4 separate regions of the Mus musculus genome follow, and regions 1, 2 and 3 are each linked to region 4. The links are chromatin contacts, called in public Hi-C, HiCAR-type and promoter capture Hi-C maps. All regions are on one chromosome and are shown on one strand. The core of a region is the stretch at or near the end of the contact, and the rest is flanking DNA. Distances in the headings are between cores, read along the strand shown.

What was found. Promoter capture Hi-C pulls out the DNA fragments that hold promoters and counts their contacts. A called contact is a pair of places that touch in the nucleus more often than the background predicts. HiCAR-type assays count read pairs that join an accessible place to other places.
Region 1: a contact with region 4 is called in a promoter capture Hi-C map of hippocampal neurons, with 12 times the contacts expected there. The contact joins the enhancer-like site here to the promoter of Lingo2 in region 4. A contact is called at or near these places in 7 of 39 promoter capture datasets (cranial neural crest, frontonasal cranial neural crest, hippocampal neurons and 4 more) and 6 of 115 datasets of contacts at active chromatin or transcription factors (VIP interneurons, embryonic forebrain, embryonic hindbrain and 3 more).
Region 2: a HiCAR-type map of astrocytes shows a contact between it and region 4, with 3 times the contacts expected there. The contact joins the promoter of Mob3b here to the promoter of Lingo2 in region 4. A contact is called at or near these places in 1 of 39 promoter capture datasets (embryonic stem cells) and 1 of 115 datasets of contacts at active chromatin or transcription factors (astrocytes).
Region 3: a Hi-C map of cortical neurons shows a contact between it and region 4, with 2.6 times the contacts expected there. The contact joins the enhancer-like site here to the promoter of Lingo2 in region 4. A contact is called at or near these places in 3 of 39 promoter capture datasets (hippocampal neurons and liver), 1 of 484 Hi-C or Micro-C datasets (cortical neurons), 2 of 115 datasets of contacts at active chromatin or transcription factors (VIP interneurons and embryonic forebrain) and 1 of 9 other capture datasets (liver).

What each region holds. Positions count from the first base shown.
Region 1 is chr4:35,399,277-35,402,587 of GRCm38.p6, forward strand. No RefSeq gene overlaps it. Among named protein-coding and RNA genes, the nearest start is that of Gm33672, 71 kb to the left of the region's middle. Within about 2 kb of position 1,450, at least 13 of the 459 cell types and tissues checked have an H3K27ac peak or open chromatin away from gene starts, as enhancers often do. A contact at or near this core is called in hippocampal neurons, where this site is marked.
Region 2 is chr4:35,155,608-35,159,277 of GRCm38.p6, forward strand. It overlaps Mob3b (MOB kinase activator 3B), which reads right to left and starts at 1,877. Exons shown (of 4, transcript NM_178061.5): 1 at 1,645-1,877.
Region 3 is chr4:35,884,320-35,887,718 of GRCm38.p6, forward strand. All of the region lies in intron 7 of Lingo2 (leucine rich repeat and Ig domain containing 2), which reads right to left. Among named protein-coding and RNA genes, the nearest start is that of Gm33672, 560 kb to the left of the region's middle. Within about 2 kb of position 1,647, at least 19 of the 459 cell types and tissues checked have an H3K27ac peak or open chromatin away from gene starts, as enhancers often do. A contact at or near this core is called in cortical neurons, where this site is marked.
Region 4 is chr4:36,950,058-36,953,321 of GRCm38.p6, forward strand. It overlaps Lingo2 (leucine rich repeat and Ig domain containing 2), which reads right to left and starts at 1,687. Exons shown (of 8, transcript NM_001165999.1): 1 at 1,024-1,687. It overlaps Gm12371 (predicted gene 12371), which reads left to right and starts at 2,909. Exons shown (of 2, transcript NR_151511.1): 1 at 2,909-3,073.

The sequences.
Region 1 (3,311 bases), core at 200-2,699, 1.6 Mb before region 4:
CATATTGATCCTATCTGACCCATAACGTTAGAAGCCACGATGTGAGGGACTTTTCCATTCTTGTTTAAAGATTTCCCCAATTCAGTTTAGACAGAAGGTATTTCCTCTCCACCATCATTTCCTAAAGGGTAACTATTGTGTCCCTTGTCTGCATGATGAGTCACAGCTACTCTGCTTTCAGATAGAATAATATTGCCTATGTTAAAGGGCTAATGTGAAAGCTCATGCCATACATTCAATATAGTATAACTTTGGAAAGGTTCTGTGCCCTGAGAGCTAAATCATCCTTGTTATAGCTTCCTCATGAAGAAAACCCTCTTAGCAGCTAAAGAAAGAAAGGGAAGAGCAGAAACGTTGTTTGAAAGTGATATAAAATACTTCATGGGCTTTTGTGGTTCTGAGCATAGCTTATGGTCAATATTGAATAACACCTAGGACTTTTGTAGTTCTTTTCAACTGTCTGGAATATGTCTGGGAGACTATAGCACCTTCGTTAGGACTATGGAACTCTGAAATGTTTCTCTTTCAAGCCACATTCAGGCAGATGGTGATTTTCCTTTATGTTTCTCTAAAACCCCTTTGTTGTTGTTGCCAAAGAGAAATTGCAAACTTTTTCTTATACAATAAAAATTTTTCAGTTTAACATAACATCATTTCCCTCCTCCTCCTCGTCCTCCTTGTCCTCCTCCTCCTTCTTCTCCTTCTTCTTCCTCTTCTTCCTCTTCCTCCTCTTCCTCTTCTTCCTCATCTTCCTCCTTTCCTTTTCCTCCTCCTTCTCTTCTTCTTCTTGTTAGCTTTAATAGTACATGTTTTTCAGGACAAGGGTTGGAAGATTTTCCTGTGAAAGAACAAATAGTGAATTCCTTTTAGACTTGTGGGACATAAGTTTTGTGTCATTAACATCTTATTCAGCTGTCATAGCACAATAGCAGCCCTAGGCTTTCATATGCATGTACACATGCACAGGCACATACATACATACATACATACATACATACATACGTACATACATACATACATACAACTCTCTCTCTCTCTCTGTCACATGACCGGATGACCAGGAGTGGCTGCATTCCAGTGAACTGCTGGATTGGTTTGGCCTGTTGGCTGAATCTAAAGTTGCCATTGTCATCCCTTATTTAGAGCATGGCTACTTAAGCTGTGGCCTGCAGCATCCAAGCGTTTTATCATCGTGTGGGAGTCCTTGGAAAGGATAGGCTCTGGCTCTATCTACCCTAGCCTGTTGTCTCAGGATCCGTGTTCTTAAAAGATTTCCAGGTGATTCATATGCATTTGCATTTGTCAAGCCATGGCTGCAGATGGACAGCACAGGGAGACATCTGGGAGTGTATTGTATCATGCTCAGTGGGGTTGGCTGTCTTCTCAGAGTGTAGCTGTGAGCCTTTTGCTCCGCCTGCTACATCCTCACCCACTAACCGCATGCTCTGCTTCGGCTGTCAGCTTGCCTTGCCACCTCCTCAGCCTAGCAGCTGCTCATTCCCCAGTTTCTGTGTCCTCATGGGAGGTTGTTGGGAACTCGTCAGATGAGAAGGCTTTGGCTTGCTTGCATCTCTGCTGAATACATGGCGTGCCTTACTTACAAGGCAGCCCAGTGTATCACCCACCCCCCCTTTGCTGCAGCATCTCTTTCAAGAGTCAAATGTAAATATAAAAGGAAGTCCAAGGCACATTTCTCTATGCATACCGGGATATGGGATATTATATGCAATCATTATTAACTGTTTAGTAATGTAATATTGGCAGTGAGTTTCTTCCTTGGAGATACCCGTCAAGTGGCCGCCATTTCTTTCTCATATCATGGCTGCCCTCTGCCTTTGGTGAAGCCGATGATCATCAAAAAGAAGACCAATGAGTTTATCCATCATATGTTAGACTGGTAAGTCAAAATTAAACAGAAACCCTGAGGTATGGACAATAAGTTATGGAGACATTTAAGGGCCAGATCCTGATGGTCCACACCAGTTAGGGAAGCAATATGAAAACAAATCATTATCCCCTTAGCAGCTTCTGGAAATTTCTAGTCCATAAGGTCAAGGAACTGGAAGTGTTGCTGACGCTCATGAAATCTTACTGTGCTGAGATCTCTTACAACATTCCCTCCAAGAACGGCAAAGCCAACATAGAACCGTACAGCTAGTCATCGGAGTCACTAATCCCAATGCCAGGCTGTGCACTGGAAAAAAAAAATGAGTAGATGGCTCATGTGCATATTTTATTTGTGCTTAAGTAAAGCCACAGAAACTACAAGCAATAAATAAATAAATAAACAAACAAACAAACAAACAAACAAACCAGCAAGTCTAAAAAGAAGCACTCTGAGAGTGCTGGAGATTGCAAGGCAATTGAGCTGCTTCAGAATTTTCTTAAATGGAACCCAGAGGCCTTAATTATGATGTATATTTCTTCAGGTGAAGCTTTCAAATAAATCATAATAGGCAATTATATAATTTTCCTGCTGTTCCCCACCCCCTTAACTTTATCCTTCCCTATTAATACAGGTTCCTCTCATAATAAACTGGCCCATGCTGGGTTGATTTGCATAGGTGCAAGCTGACTATTTAGCCTTGAAATCTGATTACAAAGTCTCCCTAGAAGAGCCGCCTAGGCTGTACTGAATATCCTGCAATGGAGAATGGAGAGAGTTGGCTTTGGCTCTCACTGAGCAGTTGCCTGTCTTCATTAGCTAACAACTTTTCCACCTGGAGCAGAGCATCTCCCACGTAGCAGCTTCTCAGTAAGTATTTATTGCAGTCCTGCCCTCTTGTAGGGCAGTATTCCATACTTGGCAGCGCTCAGTCCTCAAATTGCTTATGGTAATTTCTACTTCTGTCTTCTGTCTTGTGAAACCCTATGCAGGAGATAATGAAACTAAATATAACTTACCGAGTCTTGCACTATACTTTGGTTTCCTCGTTTAGCCTCTACTATATGCAATTCCTATTATTTGTCCCTAGTTTAAAGGTGAACAAACCAAGGCTTTGAAGGAACAACTTGTTTGAAGTCCAAGAATTAGAAACAGAAGGGACAGAGAATTGAATCCAGGCAGCACAATTGGAAAGTAAATGTTTACCAGTGGCATGGCACAGGACTCATGACAGAAATTTAGCATGCTTTGGGATTTTCAGTGGCTAGCATTTGTAGAAAATTGCAAGAATCTGTTTCAAAGTGACTCCCGTACTCTTGCGGCTCATGTACAGGAAAGCATTGTTCATGGGTCATTAGCAAAGACACTGAAAGCTGATGCTGACATTCTTCTCATCCCACTAAAGTGCAGTAATGCAAAAATCCTT
Region 2 (3,670 bases), core at 627-3,126, 1.8 Mb before region 4:
TACTCTTGCCAAGATTGTTTAATAAGTAACCCACACAGGCTAACTGCTCTAGAAGCAAGCACCTAACTTATTCCAGGAAACCCGACCTGCTATAGTCCAACAGGCGCCCCCCTCTGGAGAAATAGGGGCTACCCCAAGCCACCTGTTCTCGGGCAGATGAAAACCAAAACAGTGCTCTGGCCGCATCTGCCATTTGGACTGCGTAGTCATGGCTTGCTTTTTCTGCATCGCGGCGAAAAATTTGGGTCTTAAACTTGGAGCCTTAGGTGAAGTCAGAAGCCCACGAACATTTCACAGCGAATCACGACACCACCATTTCCAGGCAAAGTCTTTAGCCTTCCCAGGTTAGCTTTAGTCTCCACTCTTTTGTGGTCAATGGCCTGCCTGCCCTTAAAATTTTGCCACCCCTGAACTTTCCGTAGAGATGAGGTGCCCTGTCTCCGGCCATCGCCCGGGTTGTGGGCCCTCCATATGCGTTTAGCTCGCCTCTGAAAGTCCTTTGGACCCTCTCGCAGATCTCCTAGCTTTCGAGAACTTTGCCTCCAATCTCTCGTTTCAGATTCGCTGGGGATAAGATCTGAGAAATGCGCCCTGGGCCACAAGCAGCCTAGGAGGCGGGCTCAGGAACAACTTTCCCTCCGCCCTCTAACCACAAGCCCCGGGTGGGGCGGCCTAGCCAGGTCCCGAACTCTGTCCTTCCCCAGCGGGGATCCCGGACTCGAGCCTGCGCAAAGGCCAGCGTGAAAGGCCCCGCGAGCGGCGAAAGGGACTTCCTTCCCCGCTGGAGCCCCACCAGATGTTAAGAGGCGCAACAATAGTGGAACCGCAGAGAAACAAAAGGCCATTCACTGGGTTACAGGAGAATGGCTCTGTCGCCCCGTCTCTGCGGGGAAGACTTGCAGAGGGTCTGAAAGGGGGCTGGAAGAAATCTGAGTGGTCTAGAGCCTCTGCCACGCTCCAGGAGGCGGGAACCGCTCTTTACCATTAACAACCCCATCCTGGGGGTCCAGTGGTGGGGAGGAGAAATGAAGGGAAAGTTTAGTTTTCACCTTCTCCGGTGCAGAAAAGGGAGGAGCAACGATCCCAGATGTTTGACAGTTGTTGGTCCAAAAGTTGAGCAAAATTTACTTATTCTTAATACCTCCCTTGATGAGGCATAGGTAGCCAGGGAGGACAAATCGAGACTGCGCTGTAGCCCTCCCTACACAGCCCCACGCCGAGCCTGCTCTGGGATCCAGGAGCGTTGCCCTGTTTAGATGCACTTTGTAAAAGTTTCTCTTCCCGCCGCTTCAGGCCGACGCGCACCCCACCCGCATCTGAGATTCAGAATGGGTCCCGGGTGAGATCTGCACCCTTTAGGGGGAGGGAGGGGGTGTATTTCAGATCAAAGCCACAGACCCCCTGGGTGGGAACTGGACTCACATTCCAGCCCGGGAAGTGCGTACCCGGAGGCAGAGGAAAGCCAAGAAGCCCGTACTGCCTAAACCAGACTCCAACCCCGGAAGCTCGCGGAGGAGGGGTGAGGACTGGGGTCCGCACGACTGATCCTCCCTAGGTGTGCCCCGCACCTCGGCCCTCCAGGACACAATCCGAAGCGGGAAGCTGCGACTGCGCCTCCACACCACTCTTGGAAGGATCTCTTACCGTGGGGTTTTAACCTTCTGCCTAGGGCCCTGCTGGTTTCCTTCACGCCGGCAGCAGTTTCTGGAGCCGGAGAAAAAGAGTGAGCTCCTCCAGCCAGAGCAGCGATGCTTGCAGATTCACGCGAGGGGTTTCTGACCAGCACGCGTGACTCCAGATGCAGCGACCACGGCTCTGGTGCGGCCCCCACATGCACCCAGCGCGCCGCGCAGCTCGCCCGGGCGCCACTGCAACTCACCGGCTCAGAGCGGAGTCCCCTGGTGGCCTTCTCTGGAAAGGCAGCTACGCGGGGGCAAGAGGAGTCCTGTTGCCCTTAGGATCCTCTAATCTCCACAAGAGCCTGAGACAATGAGCAGTCTAAGTCTCTCAACTTTGGTCCGCTGCCCAATGTAGGTAGAAAGATGTCAGAGTAGAAAAGATGCTGCTGTCCTGGTTGGTCTTTGTCAACTTGACACAACCTTGATATATTTAGGAGGGAATTTTGACTTAAAAAAAAAACCCCTCATAAAATACCCTATTAATAAGTCTGTCCAGCATTTTCTTGATTAATGACTGTGGGTTGTGCCAGCGTTGGGCAGGTAGTGCTGGTGGGTATAAGAAAGCGCCTCGCGTGGATCTACAAGCATCGCTGCTCCGGCTGGAGGAGCTTACTCTTTATCTCCTGTCCCAGAAGCTGTTGCCTGTGAGAAGGAAGCCAGCAGGGCCCTAGGTGGAAGGTTAAAATCCCATGAGAAGCAAGCCAGCGAGCAGCATTCCTCCATGGCGTCTGCTTCAGTTCCTGATTCCAGGTAACTGCCTTGAGTTCCTGTTCTTACTTCCCTTTGCGGCGGACTGTGCATAAACCACATAAGCCCTTGCCTCCTCCAGTTGCTTCTGGTCATGCTGTTTTATCACAGCCATAGACACCCCAACTGAAGTCCACAAGAGCTTTTTCCAAGGCATCCAGAAAGGGCCAAATGACTTACGCTTCTCCAAAATGTTCTGCCAGCTGTAAAATGCCGTGGACTGCCTGAAACACCTTGGAAAGCAGCATTAAACCATGACAAAAATGCGTGGAAGTCGTAACTACCTCGCCGGGTGATTATGAGTAAACCAATTATGAGACGTACTCTTAGTTCTTGGGAGGAGTCTTCAAACATGAACTGAAAGAAAAAAAAATGAGGTGGATGTGTCAACCTGCTTTTATTCTCCTATAAACATCTTGATGTGTGCCGGCTGGGTAGTATCAAATGACTTGATTAGCGATCACATTCCGTAACTTCTGCTACACGTTTGAAAGAATGAAAGTAAATTAGGTGAAATTTAGGAGATATATTTCCATACTCGACTCCTGTTAGCCTTTCCATCACAAAAGTCTCTCTATATGTGGTGCCTTACTTGGCTCACACAAATGCTTGGAAAACTCCTGCTACGGGGCCTTAGCACTTGCTATGCTCCCTGCCTGGGACAGTCTTCTTAACTGTTCAGTCACATCATGGCTCAGAGACTACCCTTTTCCCTCCATTTCTTTCCTCAGAGGCCTCCCTTTCAACCCCATTCATCCCCCCCAAGACATCCCTTCTCAGATACCCCACTCCAGTTTTCTCTATGAAATGTATCACCATAAGACACACACACACACACACACACACAAATACTGCTTTTTGCTCACTCCCTATATTAGTGTTCTATGGGGGAAATAGCCAAACTTAAAGTTAAAACAGCTGAAGACAAAATGAGCAGAGCTGGAGAGGTGGTATAATAGTTAAGAGCACTTGCTGCTTTTCCAGAGGATCCTAAGTTGGTTCCATTATCCGCTGCCAGCAGCTCGCAGTCACCCATAACTCTAGTTTCAGCAGATCAAACATCCCTCGTCTCCTCCACAGGCACCTGAATGCACACGGTGCACATAAACGCATGTGGGCACATGAACACTCATAATAAATTAAACACAATAAAACAAAAAAACCCCAGTATAATCTTATGTGATGGCCATGGTCCAGCCAGGTTTCTCTCTCCATGTGAAGGTCAGCTATTTAGCAAACTCAGT
Region 3 (3,399 bases), core at 397-2,896, 1.1 Mb before region 4:
AGAATTAAAACATCAAGAGTAAAGACACAGGGTGAGAAAGCTTAAAATAGTCGAGGATGGTTACTGAGTGTGGATGTTTGGATGGAGAATAAAATTTGCCCTTTTGTTCTAAATGAGTAGCATGTCAGATGACTGATCTGAGCCTACTCTGAAGCCACACAATGTATAATCTACTATATCAACACGTTTCTCTTTTCTTCAAATTTCAAGCATTTTTCAAACATAAAAATGAATTCATAAATGCACTCTTTATAATTAATTTATGCATATGTTGGTAAGCATTAAGAACCTGGGCAGAATTAAAACATATATGAAGTTTTGTAATGGACAGAAGATGGTTATACATGAAAGTGACGGTTTAAAGTGGACATTAGCTGACTGAGATTTTGTAATCAACCACTGGTTACTAATTATTTTTTCAAAAGATAAAAATAGACACAGATTCTAATTGAAGTAGAAATAAACATGTGTTTGTACATTCAGCCTTAAATACAATATCATAGTAATTATTATATTATAATAAATAATCAATAAATAAATAAATAAATAAATAAATAATAAAGTCATAGTATCATCAGTGTTATTCATGCTAAGCTTTTAGAAATATGCCAATATGCATCAGGAAGATTCTGTCAACACATTGAGTGTGCTTTCAGCAGGGTTATAACCTAAATATACAATAAATGAACTATAAAATAGAAAATTATTCCCACCATTTTAAGAAGAGACTCACTTGTTCTTGAGTCTCTGATAACTGAAGACTGAGTTGATTTTGGCAAAGTCTGAATTTTAACAAGTAACCATCAGGAGAGGACTGCGTTTCAGCACCCAGGACAGCAACCATCAGCCCTGGATATAAGATAACTCCAAATCTGATGAGGATGGATTCAGAAAACAATAATTTAAATGCGATAACGCTGAGATCTTAAGTCTAGAACATCAGCTTAGCTGTCTGGCTGTTCTGTGTTTAAAACTATAACAATCTTCATTATTTATCAAGCTGAGATATGCTTATCAACCTTTCTCCAATAAGTAGAAAATCAACCACCACAGTTATCTTCACCACAAAAATATGGGTGTTGAGTAAAGCAATCTGACAAACAAGCTCACTGAAGCTCTCTCCTCAAATTCAAAATAATTCAACCACAATTAATTAATTTCCATTATACCATATTTTTTCCTTAGGTGGTACACATCATGGGGAAAAAAGTGGAACCAACAAAAACTGCAATTTACTCTTTAAAGTGAAGAGATATACTTAAAATTCCAGTCAGAAATGGTACCCTAAAAGGTAATATGGCAACTTAACAAGTACATTTCCCTTAAAACAAACTAACGAGAAATAGGATTGATGCTAATGGAACTGAGGAGGGAATTAAATAGAGTATAAAAGCTTATTCTGCTATCCCAAGCACAAAGAAATGTGGAAAACCAATCTAAGGTAATTCAGTTCATCACAAAAACACATTGTCCAATTGGAGGTACTGTGAATAATACCTTAAGGCCTGTCACAATAGATGGGAACAGTCTTTCTTTTATTCTTTTATTCTGAAGCAATCTCTTTGTGAAACTTTATTTGTATAGCTAACAATCTGAATGAGGGAGCGCTTGTGAGGATGTGTGCACAGTTATCGTTGCCAAGGAAACCGGGTCTTAATTTCTAGTGGCTGAATGCCAAGGAAAACAGGCTACAGAGGGACAGAAGAAACTTCATGCGACTGAATTTGTTGGAAATATTCCATGTGTTAAAAGATTCTGCTTTGGAGCTCAAAATTGGAAGATTGCAATTCTCTCCTCCCTCCTCTTATACTCTTGGATTAAATGCAATACAAATAGCAATTTGATTTTTAGTTGCTCTAACAAGATGGTGATTATCATTCACAAAAAATTTTATACTTAAAATAGAAAAAAATAATGAATGCAGGTCCCTCTTCAATTCCCATGGAACTAACACATAATTATCCTTTTGACAGCTCAAGCCAGTTTTGGGAGAAAGCTTACAGTTTCAATTTACAAGGTGGTTCTTGCCCAGGCCTGGTATTTGTGTGCTTTGTGTGGTATTATTTAGTGGCTCACCACAGTCCTACAGTCCCTGGAACAGAAGAGACAGGAAGAAACAAAACCTCACATCATCATGTTAAAAAAATATACAGATTTCATATTGATTTATTTAGAATTTGTCTGCTTTGATTTGTGATTTTTTGGAAGGAGGGAGGGTATATTTACCTACAAATTTATATTTTAAATGTTATTGATGACTTTGGGGTTTAGAAGGAAAAATCAATTGTAGTCTATAAATCTGTAGCAAAAATCCTATAAAACATACTAGGAAGAAATAGGAGAAAAGAGGATGAAATACAGGGGAAAGTGCCTTGGAGAAGAATGTGTGTGATGCCTCACACTGCAGAGGCATTTCCCCCCCTCCAGCATCAAACAGACTCTCCAAAGTTGACTCACCTATACCCAAACTTAAAGTAAATTTTGGATACTGGTGAATAGCTTCAGTTTTCCTTCTGCCACACAATAGAGGCTGACCCTGAAATGGTCCCTCTCCTTGCTCTTACAAATGGTTTAGCCTCTTTAAAATTTAAATATGTTATCTTTGATTCTCTTTGCTCCTTTCTGCATTCGTAATCTTTGTTGAGTTTGGTTGCATTCCCATGGTACCTTCTGAGGAACAAAAGGACCTAGTCCTTTTTGTACCTGGAGCTACTGCAGCCAGTAGATAGGCAATCTAAATGGAATCAGCAGAGTCTTCCAGCAGCCAGCCACAGGACAATAGGACAGAAAAAAAAGTGTAAAATGTGTCTGTGTAAGAATGCTCCACCGAGAAATACCCTACCACTTCTGAAATATATCTTCGAGAAATTGTTTTACTTGAGGAAAAAATAAAATCTCTTCTAAAGATTACCAAATAAAGGAAATCCAGATGCCTCAAAAACCCAGTTTCTCCCCCTTCTCCCCTTAGAATTCAAATCTGTGGGAATCAGTGTGAAGACTTCAAGATGACTGAATTATATATTCATCCTTGCTGTCATTAAAATAAAAATCTTACAAATGTAATACTTAATGCTTTTTTTACTTTCATAAGAATGGAAAAAATTTATAGAGTTGCCAAGTGTGAGTGTGTTTTAGTTATTCATTTTATGTTTGGGAGAGAGGAAAGGATGAACTAACTTTCCTGGGAAATCTGAATCACGAGGGCTACACTTCTAGACTTCAAGACAGCAGAAAATGGAATTTCCTCTTAGTGTGTTCCTTTATGTCACTGTCTTCAGTTGCCTTAGACAGGACCTAAGGTAGTTTAACATAAAACACAGCAGTGTGTGCTTTATTAACATTTAGATTGATTACAATTCATTAGAAAAACCATTAAAATAAATTTATGCAAAGATAGAT
Region 4 (3,264 bases), core at 437-2,936:
AACTTGCCTTTAAAGGAAGCAAGTGTCCAGAGTAGCAGGCAAAACCAAGGATTAGTTCATATGATCCCCAGAAAGCCACAGAGAAAACGGAAAGGCTCCTTAGAAAGGGACCTCACAGATTACCTCCCACCCTTCCCTTGTTGCCCTTTGAGACCTGAGAAGACCTTGGGTTGGGTTGGAAGGGGAGAGAGAGGCTTTACCTCCTGGGGATGCCCTCAGGGCGCTGACTATGGTTGCATCCCCGAAGTGGCTCTGGCTCCCCGCACCGCTTTCCAGAGCACAGCCTGGGTTCCGACTCGCCTCCCGAAGACGGGGCGCCCAGCTGGGTGGTGCGCCGGGACTCGGGCTCACGTCTCCCGCCCAGGCTGGGTTGGACCCCCTATGCCGCGCCGCCTCAGCCACCAGGCTCGCTCGTCGAGCAACCACTCCACCGCCCGGCGCCCCCACACCCACCGGCTCCGCCGCGCCCGCTGGGAGCCTCTAGCGGAGGCCAAGCGAACCGCAGTTTACCCGCGGAGCTTGTGCTCCGACGCCGGCTGCTGCAAGGGCAGACCCGGCCGCCCTGTGCACTTCCCGAGCTCTGCATCCCGCCAGCCTGCTCCATCCTCACCTGCCACTCAATTCTTGACAAGACCCGGGCCCACTGCTCCCTATCGCAAGGATGGGATAGGTGTGAGGAGCTAGAGAAACACCTTACCAGAACAGAAAATCAAAACAAAACAAGAGCCAAGCCCAGATGTAAATCAGCCTGGACAGAAGATCCAGTTCCAGATGCAGTTCCCAGTAGGTATCCAGAAGTGTGCAGAAAGGACACTCCCTTTTGCCGACCGGTTCTCAACCATCTGCACCGGCTGGTCTGGCTGGTCTTCCACTTACCAGCCGGGAGCCATTCACACGGGTTGTGCAGCTGCGTGACAACAGCCCAGGGGGTTCCATGTAACTTACCTTACCCCCGCCGCATCCCAGCATCTATTTTAAGTTATTCTCTCAGGAGATTCAAGCGGCTGGGTTGCGGTCTCTTACCTTGACATGTTGTTCATGCCCCTTCGTGTCCTTAAAATCCAAAGCCAAGGAGGATGAAGCTCACAGGAGTCTCCGGGCTTCTTTAGGCGTCCTCCTGCCTCAGCTCTGTCAGCTTTTCCTTTCAAAGGGGTCAGGAAGGGAATGTCGGTTCTAAAGCCCTGACAGTCTAGGTGTCTCCAAACCCTCACGCCTGTGGCGACTGATACAGGGACAACCTTGGATGGCCGTGGAAACCTTCCCTGTCCCTGCTCAGGCAACTTGGCTGCGGATCCAGTTTTCTTCCGTGACCCCACAGATGCGTCGGATAGCCAAGCTGGGTACGCCGTCAGGAGCCGGGGCTCCTCTCTGATTCTCGCCACCGCACCCCTCCCCCTGCTCCCGCCAAGTGGGAAGAAAACCTGCGCTCAGGCAGGTTCGGTGCAGAGCAGGTGCTGGCAGCAGAGCCACGCCGAGGATCGCGCTCCACCACCAAGGCGTCTTGGCTACAGCCCTTGCGCCCAAGCGTCTGCGCCAAGGAAACTTTGAGCGGAGGCCGGAAAGCCAAGGGATGGGTGGTGGAAGGCCCTGTGAGGTGGCTGAGGAGCTGGGAAGGAGAGACACCGGGCGGGCGGCGGGCTGCTGGGTCCCGGCGGCCACACTCAGCGCGCGGACTGCGCGCACACACGCCCGGCTTACACGCACCGCTCACACGCACACTCCCGCGCGCGCGCACCAACACGCACGCCCAGCCTCGCGATCGCGGCCCCAGGCCACAGGCGAGAGCCAGAAGAAAGCCTTCACCGGGGGTTCCCAGAATGGGTAGGCTGGCGACATCGTCCCTCCTCTACAGTTAAAGGAGTACTTTAGTCCGATTTGTCACCTCCCATCTCCCCGCCCTGTCTCGAGTCTCCACTTCTGGCTGTTTCCTGTGGTCAGCTCTTCTCCAGGTACCCTGAACGTGGAGAGAGCAGGACTTCAGACACTTTCCCATCACCACCCTTCCGGGGCACCAGAGCCCTTCTTCGGTGGAGTGTCTGCTACACCTTCCTAAGGAGAAAGGGGCTCCTTGACATCCTTTAAACCGAAGAGCCTGGGCATCATTTCTTGAACAGAATCTTGCGACATCCCCTTGTGCTCATTCCCGGTGTAACTTTGTCTCAAAGAGCTCCTGAAGTTCACTTACATGCTCTTGCAAAGAACTGCTCAGGGACTTGTGTTAGGCAGCTTTTGGATCAGGACTCATTTCAGGTTTTCTGCTTTTATTAAAAACTGGATGGTAGCAAGCGAAAGACTCAGCGGGAGAAAGGTGTGGGGATGGGGCAGCATGGAGATTCAGCCCATTTAGTTTCCCTTTCCAAAATTTTGGCAAGAGGTTGTGGAATATGTCTCCTGGTAGCTCCTACTGCACTTACTCAGTACTTAAGGCAGGGATGCCTGGTTACTGCACAAATGGGCCCGCTAAACCACAATGTGAAGAAATCAGAGATCCGCCAGAAGTCCCTGCAAAGAATCCACCCTCTGGAAGTTTGTCTTGCTTGGACTGGAGAGCAGGAAATCATTCCGGAAAAAAACGGAAACTTTTGCTACGATGGTTTCTTGATTGTTTTATTTTGTTCCTTTATTTGGAACCCTGATTTTTCTTTATATGCCGCGCTCGAGTTCACCAAAGCTTTGCTGCAATTATTCTGTTTCCCAAGTACTGGAAAGGCTGGGAGGCTGCAGGTTTCTCTTTCAATGTCTTTCCGAAATCTCTGTGGATAGAGACAGAAAACGAAAAGTGATACTGCATAGAGATGGCGCTAGGACCCTTTGCAGGAGGGACGTGCGCCACTCCCCCGCTGTTTCTACAAGAGCTTATTCTCTCAAGATCCAGGGTATTTTGAGTGGTCCTTTCCCAGTTGAGTTAGAAGCTGGCTGGCTGAGAATAAGAAAATACAGTATGTGAGCACTTGGAGGAGAAACTGTAGGTTGCAATAGTGGAAGGGAGGAGGATTTTGAGCAAAAGAAGAAACTTGTGTTGTTAGGAGCTGCGACCACGCTATTCATTGCCTGAGTAGCCAAGCATGTTAAGGTAAGGATGAAGTAACAACCATGCAGTATGCAGGGTCCGGTCGAGTGTCATTCTGAAAGCATGAGTGCAGTCTGAGTTTCTTGAGTGAGTCAGCGTGTTGAATCCTGTGTGAGACAACCAGGCAGAATCACTTCCTTACATTCTTCCTGAGTTTGGGGATGATGCGGAAACTGCCCCTTGGAAGGAATGAA